2 separate regions of the Sus scrofa genome follow, and region 2 is linked to region 1. A link is a contact called in public promoter capture Hi-C data. All regions are on one chromosome and are shown on one strand. Each heading gives the region's core, a stretch centred on a gene start, on an enhancer-like site or on the middle of the called end of the contact. The rest is flanking DNA. Distances are from core to core; before and after follow the strand shown. Region 1 holds the start of CENPX (centromere protein X). Region 2 holds the start of PCYT2 (ethanolamine-phosphate cytidylyltransferase).

The links. Promoter capture Hi-C pulls out the DNA fragments that hold promoters and counts their contacts.
Region 2: a promoter capture Hi-C map of fetal liver shows a contact between it and region 1, with 2.9 times the contacts expected there. The contact joins the promoter of PCYT2 here to the promoter of CENPX in region 1. A contact is called at or near these places in 3 of 5 promoter capture datasets (fetal liver, fetal skeletal muscle and liver), 16 of 47 Hi-C or Micro-C datasets (alveolar macrophages, brain, differentiating spermatogonia and 9 more) and 2 of 2 datasets of contacts at active chromatin or transcription factors (alveolar macrophages and skeletal muscle).

What each region holds. Positions count from the first base shown.
Region 1 is chr12:990,317-994,233 of Sscrofa11.1, reverse strand. CENPX (centromere protein X) reads right to left here and starts at 2,616. Exons shown (of 4, transcript XM_021066397.1): 1 at 2,484-2,616; 2 at 684-735; 3 at 91-170. The coding sequence starts at 2,513. It overlaps LRRC45 (leucine-rich repeat-containing protein 45), which reads left to right and starts at 2,723. Exons shown (of 17, transcript XM_021066372.1): 1 at 2,723-3,374; 2 at 3,824-3,885. The coding sequence starts at 3,155.
Region 2 is chr12:1,082,200-1,086,402 of Sscrofa11.1, reverse strand. PCYT2 (ethanolamine-phosphate cytidylyltransferase) reads right to left here and starts at 1,987. Exons shown (of 13, transcript XM_021066429.1): 1 at 1,783-1,987. The coding sequence starts at 1,871. It overlaps SIRT7 (sirtuin 7), which reads right to left. Exons shown (of 10, transcript NM_001114272.1): 9 at 4,110-4,203; 10 at 2,522-2,972. The coding sequence ends at 2,774.

The sequences.
Region 1 (3,917 bases), core at 1,367-3,866:
GGCGTGCTCAGAACCTGTGGGTGCGGCCAGCCCAGCCCCCACAGCGCCTGGACCAGGCCCCGCTCCCGGAGGCGCACCTACCAGCTGAGGCAGCACCTTCTCCAGCTGGTCCACATCCACGCGGGTCAGGTCCTCCGCCTGGGCCTGCCGGACGCTGCGGACGGCCGCTTCTGCAGGACACAGGTGAGCAGCGACGGCGGAACCCCAAGCCCTGGGCTTTGGGCCCGCTGCTGCCCCACCCCCGTGCCAGCTGACAGCTCAGAACCGGGGTCGGGCCTGAAACACCGCTTTCCAGGGACACAGAGCTGGGGTGTTTGTGGGAAAGTGGGAGTGTGCCCAGGTTTCCCCACCAAACACCACAGTGTAAAGGGATCACGGTGGTCTGGGCAAGCAGGACGGGACCCCGAGGACCCTGCCGGGCCCTCCGCTCACCCACAACGAAGACCTTCAGCAGCTCGGCCGTGAGCTGCAGCGCGTCCCCGCTGACTGCAAGGTGGGGAAGGGAGCGGGTCACGGACACGCCCTCTCCCTGCCTCCCCACTTTTGTCCCTGCCGCTTCTGACCCGGCTCACGTGCTTCGTGTCCAGTGGCCAAAGGCCCTGGCCCTGCAGAGCTGCAGTGCAGGGTCCCGGTGCCTGGCTGCCCGCCTCCCCCGCCCCCACCCCAGCCTCCGGTCCGCGCACCTTTGGTCTTGTCATCCTTGAAGTGCAGGTGCAGCAGCTTGCTCACTAGCTCCTGGGGACAAAGGAGGTGTCAGGTGGGCCACTGACCCCACCCTTTAGGCTTTGAGTCCTGGATGGGACAGGCTGGTAATTGCCACTAGAAGTGCTCTCTCTCCGGGGCTGGGGACTGGGCAGCGGGGAGACCGCTCCCTGGGAGGCTCCCGGCGGGACCAGAGTGGTTTCGTGCTTCTGGCCCAGGGACGAGGCGCTCTCCCACTGTGAGCCCTTCACGGGTCTGTCCACGCCAACATGGACAGCATCTTCCCGTAACTGGTGGGGAAGGGCACCATAGGAACCTTGGAGCTGGGCGGTCAAGGTCAGGGACGGAGCCCAGGCTACCAGCGGGACTTCCTGAACAGCAAGGATGGGCCAAATGCGGGGCAAGGCCCAGTCTCCTCAAGGGGGAGCTTGAGCCCCAGAGGACGGCACCACTGAGAGGAGATGGACTCGGGCCAGCAACTCAGCTCAGCTCGGAACATTTTCGTGAGGGACACACCCAAGGAGCCCAGGTAGAGCAGCCAGTGGGCAGCTGGGCCTGAGAGATGGCAGACGCTGGTGATGAGAACCGGGGAAGGTTGCTGAGGGTGGAGGCCAGACGAGAGAGGCTGTGAACGAGGGGCCAAGAGGACAGCAGCAGGGGGAGCCCAGACGGGGTGTTGTGCAGGCAAGGTGTGCTGGGACCCTCCAGGCCTCCAGCCTTGTCCACGGGAGATGGCACGGCCTCGCCCAGAGCTGCTGAGCAAAGCGGGAGAGCAGCGCGCGTGACGGGGAGCGGAGCTTGCCCCGGCCAGGGCTCAGGAGGGTGAGAGCTTGCAGCAGCCCGTACCTGCGGCAGCGTCGCAGCGGCCTCGCGCACCCTCCCAGAGTGAGCGCGCGAGCTTGGCGCCACCTGCTGGTCCCACCAAGAAAGCCCAGAAGGCCCTGCTGCCCCACTAGATCCCAGACTCCAGGGAAGAGCTGAAAGAGCCAGGCTGCCACCTGGGGAGCAGCTGCTGCACCGGCTTACCCTGACAACTAAAGGAGCCAGCACCAGCTGGGAGAGGGGGGTCCCCAAGCTTGCAAAGGGCAGCATGAGATCTGGGATTTGGTCAGCCTCTGTCTCTCTGTGTGGAGGACCACAACCCCCCACCCCGGCCCCGTGCCCCTCGCCTGGGACAGGCCTGCTCGTGGGTAATGACGGCAACCCCAGCTCTAGCCCGAGGCCTCAGGGCTAGGACTCCAGAGCTGCCCAGGATCCCAAGAAGGAGGCCCAGCCAGTGCTCCCCTCTGCAGCTATTACAGTGCAGGGAGGGCCCAGCCTCAGTGATTTCCCCTTTGACGCATTAACTCCTTCTAGGCCTGGGCAAAGTGGCCATCCAGGGTGAAGAGGGAGAACTCCCCCACTAGGGGCTGGCTGGACAAGGAAGTCCTCACCCAGGTACACAAAGGGCTGCTATCAAAAGCTCAGTGCTTCCTACCCTTAGCGCAGAGCAACAAAGCGAAACCCAGAGACCACTCACAGCCCGAAGGGTTTGGGAACCGAGCCTGCCGGCCTAGCGACCCACCCACTCGGGCCACGGAGGACTAAGTACGCGCGGGATGGGGGTCGTGGCCGATTCTGGGAATGGGCCGACCCTAGAAGGTACCGGCCGGCAGGACGGGGACTGGTTTAGGGCCCACACGTGGCTCACGCAGGGGGCCGGGCCCCGAGCTCGCTCCCAGTGCCTTCCCCGAGCCCCCTAGCCCGTCCCGCTCCGCCCCGCCTCGCAGTCCCTCGCTCACTTTCCGGAAGCCCGTGCCGCTTTCCTCCATGACCGCCGCCAAGTTGTGCGTTCTCAGAAGCCCGGCCCCCGCGCCTCCAGCCAATCGACCCGTAGCGCGCCTTCTGAAGCCTCGCCCCTGCGCCCCCCAGCCAATGGGGTCGCCGCGCGCGCCCACTCCCTCGCCCTAATTGGTCCTAAGCGAGCGCACCGCCCCCGCAAAGCGTCCTGGGAGTCGTAGTTTCCGCCAGGCCTTCCCGGCGCGCCCCGCTCTTCCTGGATACTGAGGGGCACCGCGGCCGCCAGCCCCCGCGGCAAGCGGGCGGGGTTCCTAGGCGCGAGGCCTGGGGCGGGGGCGGGAGCGGCCCCTCCGCTAGACGCCCCGCCCCCGAGAGCATCCTCCTCCCGGATCCTGGGCTTCGGCGACCCCGAGGATCACCCGCCCCCGCCCTCTCGGGGCCTCCCGCCAGTTGAAGCAACTGTTTGCTCCTCATTCCGCGGTTGCTGAGGGCGTAGGGTCTGTGTGCGCCCCCCTGCGCTGTCGGGGGCTCTCCGTAGACCCCAGGGGGAGGCTTACAGCCAGCAAGGACTGGGGCAGGGGAGCAGGAGCCAGCAGCCCACTTCCCCAGCCTCCCCGCCTCCGGGTGAGGCCTGTCTGGGAGCTTTGCCGGAAGCCCCGCCAGCCCTTCCCTCATGGAGGAGCTCCAGCGCGCCTACAGCCGGCTGTGCAAGGAGAGCGGGGCCGAGCCCCAGGAGGCCGTCCTGCAGCGGCTGCACGGGCTGCTGCGGGGCCGGCTGGACCTGGCCACACAGAGCTTGACGCTGGACACCTGCAGGGCTCTGGGCAAGCTGCTGCAGAAGGAGGCGCTGCTGACGGAACTGGTCCTGAGTGACTGCATGCTGAGCGACGAGGGTGGGCACCGACGGACCGCAGTGGCCACAGCAGCCCTTGCAGCTTCGAAGGGCGGGCAGGGGTCGGCGTCCCTGGGCTTGTTTGCCCTGCTGCTCAGCACCCCCAGGCCTTGGTGCTCGGTGGCCCGCCTGTCCTCTTCTTTGGGAGTCTCCCCTTCACTGTAGTCAAAGCAAGCAGCAGCATTCACTCGGGAAACTGGGGAGCATCTCTCTGTAGCGAAAAAACCTTAGCGCCCCCAGCCAGCTGGCTTAGGAGAGTCCGCATGGGGGGGGGTCTGCAGCCGGACTCCGCACCTGCCGCGTGTCAAACCTGACACAGGAGTGGGGCGACTGACTCATTTTTGGCATGAACCCTGGCTGGTCGGGGACCCTCGTCCCTTCCCTCCGTCTGGGGAGCTGCCCCTGATGGAGCCACCAGGAGCGGAGAGTGACTGTCCTGGTCCCTTACAGGAGCCACGATGTTGCTGCAGGGACTGTGTGTCAACACCGTGGTGCGGTTTCTGGATCTAAAGGTGGGTGGATCTGCGCTTAGGGCCCTGCCCCC
Region 2 (4,203 bases), core at 738-3,237, 93 kb before region 1:
ACCCTTGGGAAGCTCAGAGAAGCCAGCACTGGGAACTAAGTGCTCCCAGGGTCTGGCTGGGCCTGGGCTTTGCCGGGGGTGGGGGGGTGCTCGGCTCTCCACATGGCTGGTACCCGGGCCCAGGGCCAGACCCAGCAAGCGCAGCTGCGCCTGGGGACAAGGCCTGGCAGCCCCAGGGCTGGTGCGTTCACAGAACAGCCTCTGCTCCCCACACTGGGACGGCGCTCTGTCCTCAGGCGCTCCCCTCACAAGCGCAAACTGTCACAGGCTGTAGGATAAACCCACGATGATGTGGGGTGGACTGAACTCTGTATCCCCCGAGACAGGGCACAGTCCCTGTGGCCAACAGGAAACAAAGTCCAAGCAACGAAGAAGAACAATCGCTGGCTTCAGACTCCTGCCTGCTCCCCCTTGGCCTCTGGAAACTCAGACACTTTGCTCCCTGGGGCCAACACCCACCACCCTGTCACTTGGTTAGAGCGCTTTCATCCTCAAAGCCAGGCCAGGTCAAGAGTGAACTCTCAGCTGAAACCACACACAGCACCCACGGCCCCACTCAGGTGGCCATTGCGGGGCGGGGGGGAGCCCCACTTTTCTGGGGGCCCTGAGCTGGGCCCTCACGCTCGCCTCCTCCCAGCCTCGTGTTGCCTTCAAATAGGTGGAGCTGTCGCTCCTTCTCCTGGTGACCGAGACCAGCAGGTGCACAGAAGCATTCTACTCAACAGCACCTGCTGACCCCGTCACAGCACACCGGGCCCCAGCAGACAAGCCTGTGGGGTCCCAGAGCTCTGGTCCTAGGCTAAAAAAAGAGGGGGGTCCAAATTCAGGAGCCGAGCCAGCCCTGCGCCCACTGGATGGGCTGGGCAGAAGGAGGGTGCACAGCGCAGACTGCAGGGTAGTGCTGGGTCCAGGCACATCCCATCGCTCTGGCCTGCAGCCACGACTAGCTGGGGCAGGGGCCTGGCCTGCTCAGGCACAAGGTCAGAGTCCTGGGAAATGAAGCCACACCCCTCCACAAGGTGAGTCAGGTGCAAGCCCAGGAGTACAGCAGCCCTGCGTGCTGGCCCCTGAAGCCCTGGCCTAGCCAGACACGGTTTTTTTATTCTGCCGCCGTTCAGTAAACGTCGGAGGAGACAACCGAGGTGGCAACTCATCACCAGAGGTAAACTTTCCTCCTCGCTGCTGACAGCCTCAACCCTATCTTCCAAGCACTCCGGCTGTGCGGCTGGTCAGAAGAGAGAACAGTTAGGCACTGTAACCCTCCTGATCGGGCCCCAGGAGCCTGGGGGCTCCGTTAGGGTCTCGCACAGATCAGACACCGTCTGCGCCGGCTCCTGCCCAGACGCCCAGGAGAATCTTCCTGGCTAAGTTGGAAACAGGACAGGGAGAACTCTGGGTGCCTGGCTCTTCAGAAGAAGAGAGCTCCTAGGACAGACACTGCAATGGTTAAAGTCATCAAGATCAAACATGCTGCCTCCGCCACCACCGTGCACGAGACAGGTGGGACCGCCTGGCTGGCTCTCCGGCTTAACGACAGACGTGGCAAAAGGAGCGGCCCGGTAAAGGAATTCGTAAAGAGATACGGAGAAAGCTTCCACCGACCCGCAGCCGGGCTGCCCGCGGCGGGCGCGGTGACCTGGGGCCCAGGAGTCCTCCGTGGCCGAGTCGCCGCCTCCCACCGCCCCGGCGCTCGTCGGCCGCTCGGGCCCTGGCGCAGGCGGTCACCGCGGTCACCGCGGCCACCGCGGCCGCGCCCCCGCCCGCGCCCCCTGCCACACTCACCAGCCGTCACACCACACCCGCACGGGGCGCCTGCCCCCCGGGCCTGGCCGCTCGGCGCCTCCCGCCGTCTCGTGCCCGTTCCGGATCATAGCCCCGCGGCGTTGCTCGGCCCCGCCGGCTCCCGACTCCCGACTGCCGACTCCCGACCCGCTGCCGCCCGCCCGCCCGCGCGCGCACGCACGCGCCGTCACGCGGGCCTCACCCGCCGCGCGCAACCAATGGCGAGCGCCGCCCTGCCCCGCGTGCGAAGCCCCGCCCCTCACCCCTCGCGCGCGCCCCACGGCGGCCCCGCCCCCCGCCCAGGAGGGGTGCGTCCAGGTCCCTGGAGACCCCGCCCCTCCGCGCCAGGCCAATGGCGCGCGCGCACCGTCGCTCAGCTCCCGCCCGGCGGAGGGGCGGGGCAGGACCACGTGGGGCGCATCCACCCGCTCCCCCTCCCCGGGAGCCCCGCCAGGCGTCCGCGCGCGTCGGCAGCTTCAGAAGGGCAGTCACTCGGTAACACGGGGAAGACAGTGCGGAGATGTTTAATAATAAAAAGGTCTGCTGAGCGCCAAGGCTCAAAACCATCCCTTTGCAGCATACCCAATACAGAAAAAGGCTTCCTTGAATTTAACATTCTCAGTAAGAAGTAGTAGAAATAGGGTCGAGGCCCCTGAGACTAGCCTGATGAATGAGGTAAGGCAGCGTGTGCTTCCTCTTGGCCGGCCAGGCGTGCAATAACCCGAGTTCTGTTCTCACAGAAGACGTGGCTGCCCCCTCTTCGGGAAGAGGCTGCGCGGGCCGAGGGTCTTCCACTATTGGCCCGCGCGGGCGGCAGCCGCAGCAGTGCAAGGAGGCTTCCCCCGGGACAAAGGGCTAAACACGTCAGGATGAGAATGTCATCCCCAGAGCATTCTCGGGGGCAGTCCTGGCCTCCATGGTGCCACCTGCCCCTGCACGAGAGTCCCGGCTGTCTGCAAAGTGCCATCATTGTTCCCGGTCAAGCACCAGCTCACGTCACTTTCTTCCTTTTGGTTCGCTTGGTGCAGCCCCTGCCAAACCAGCCACCCAGGGCGGGGGCCGAGCTACGTGGCGCGCCCCTGTCCTCAGGCCCAGGCTCCTCTCGGCTCCTGCACAGAGACTTGCGACTGTGGCTGCCTTCTTCACCCGCACGCAGGGGAGTCGCCAGGGAGAAGATGGGGTCCTGCCACCTACAGAAAGGGAAAGCTGGGTCACGTGTCCCCGGGAGCCCCTCACGGTCGCAACCCGCCCCAGGACGAGGAAGCTGACTGAGGTGGCCCTGCGCCCCTCCCGTGTCTTAACGGTGACTGGGCTTGGCCTCCGGTAGCTCCAGAACATCTGCAAGGGGGGCGAGGTCCCCTCGGAGCTCAAAGGCCAGCAGCACCCAGACTAGCCCAGCCTCCGCAGAAGTGAGTCCTCCCCGGCGATCCAGGGGGCCGCGCACATGTGGGATGGGGCGGCGGCGGCGGCCTCTCGAGGGGTGCGGCTCTAGACAACTCTGGGCCCCACCTGTCACTTGTATGGCCAGGGGCAGGTGGACCAGACCCTCTTCCCCTTCCCAGCCCGCAAGACTTGATGGGAGGGAAGCTGACTAGGGAGGCGCCGCCTAAACACTACACCGCGGAGAGATCATGTGTCTGACTGAGATGTAGAAGCACACGTTATAAACTAAAGATACAGATAAGCACTGATAAAGAAAATGAGCTAAGTTAATGTGGAAAAAAAAAACGAAGGTACAGTACACGATAGGCCCACATTACAGAACACCACAAACATAACATACAAGAATTGCCAGGCCCAGAAGGTGAAGGGATCCTTAATTCTTGAACCCTTTCATTAAAAGAAGTAATTGATTTCCCCTATAAGACCCTGAAAATTCACAGAGAAAGAAAGTGTAAACTTTTTTACTCAACACACACACACACACACACACCACGTCTAAATATCGCAAATTCTGAATTAAGGCACAGTTTGCTTAAGCTCCCCCAAAGTACGCCAGCTCCCCAAGCCAAGTGCACCCAGATCCTGACGAGCAGAGCTGCTGAGAGCACGTCCCTTCAAGGCACCTTCCCGTCCAGGCCCCCTGAGGTGAAGGGGCCATCCAGGCACACCCTGGCAGATGCCCTCTCCCCGCAGGAAACCAACCACACCAGCCAGGGCACCTCAGCAATGCCAGGCCAGGCCCTGCAGAGGCCACCACACTGCAGTCACGCCTGAGACGCCATCTGCATCACCTCAGAGCTTTCTCTACGCTCAGCTCACGAAAGATGACAAGACAGCCCGTCCACACCGGGGCAGGGGAGGGGGCTGGGCCCGCGGCCCCTCACCTGCTGTAGGGGGGGATCTCCAGGCCCAGCTCGTCCATGAGCAGCCGCATGACGTCGTCACACTTCCCGTGCAGCTTCAGGGCCGCCCAGTCAT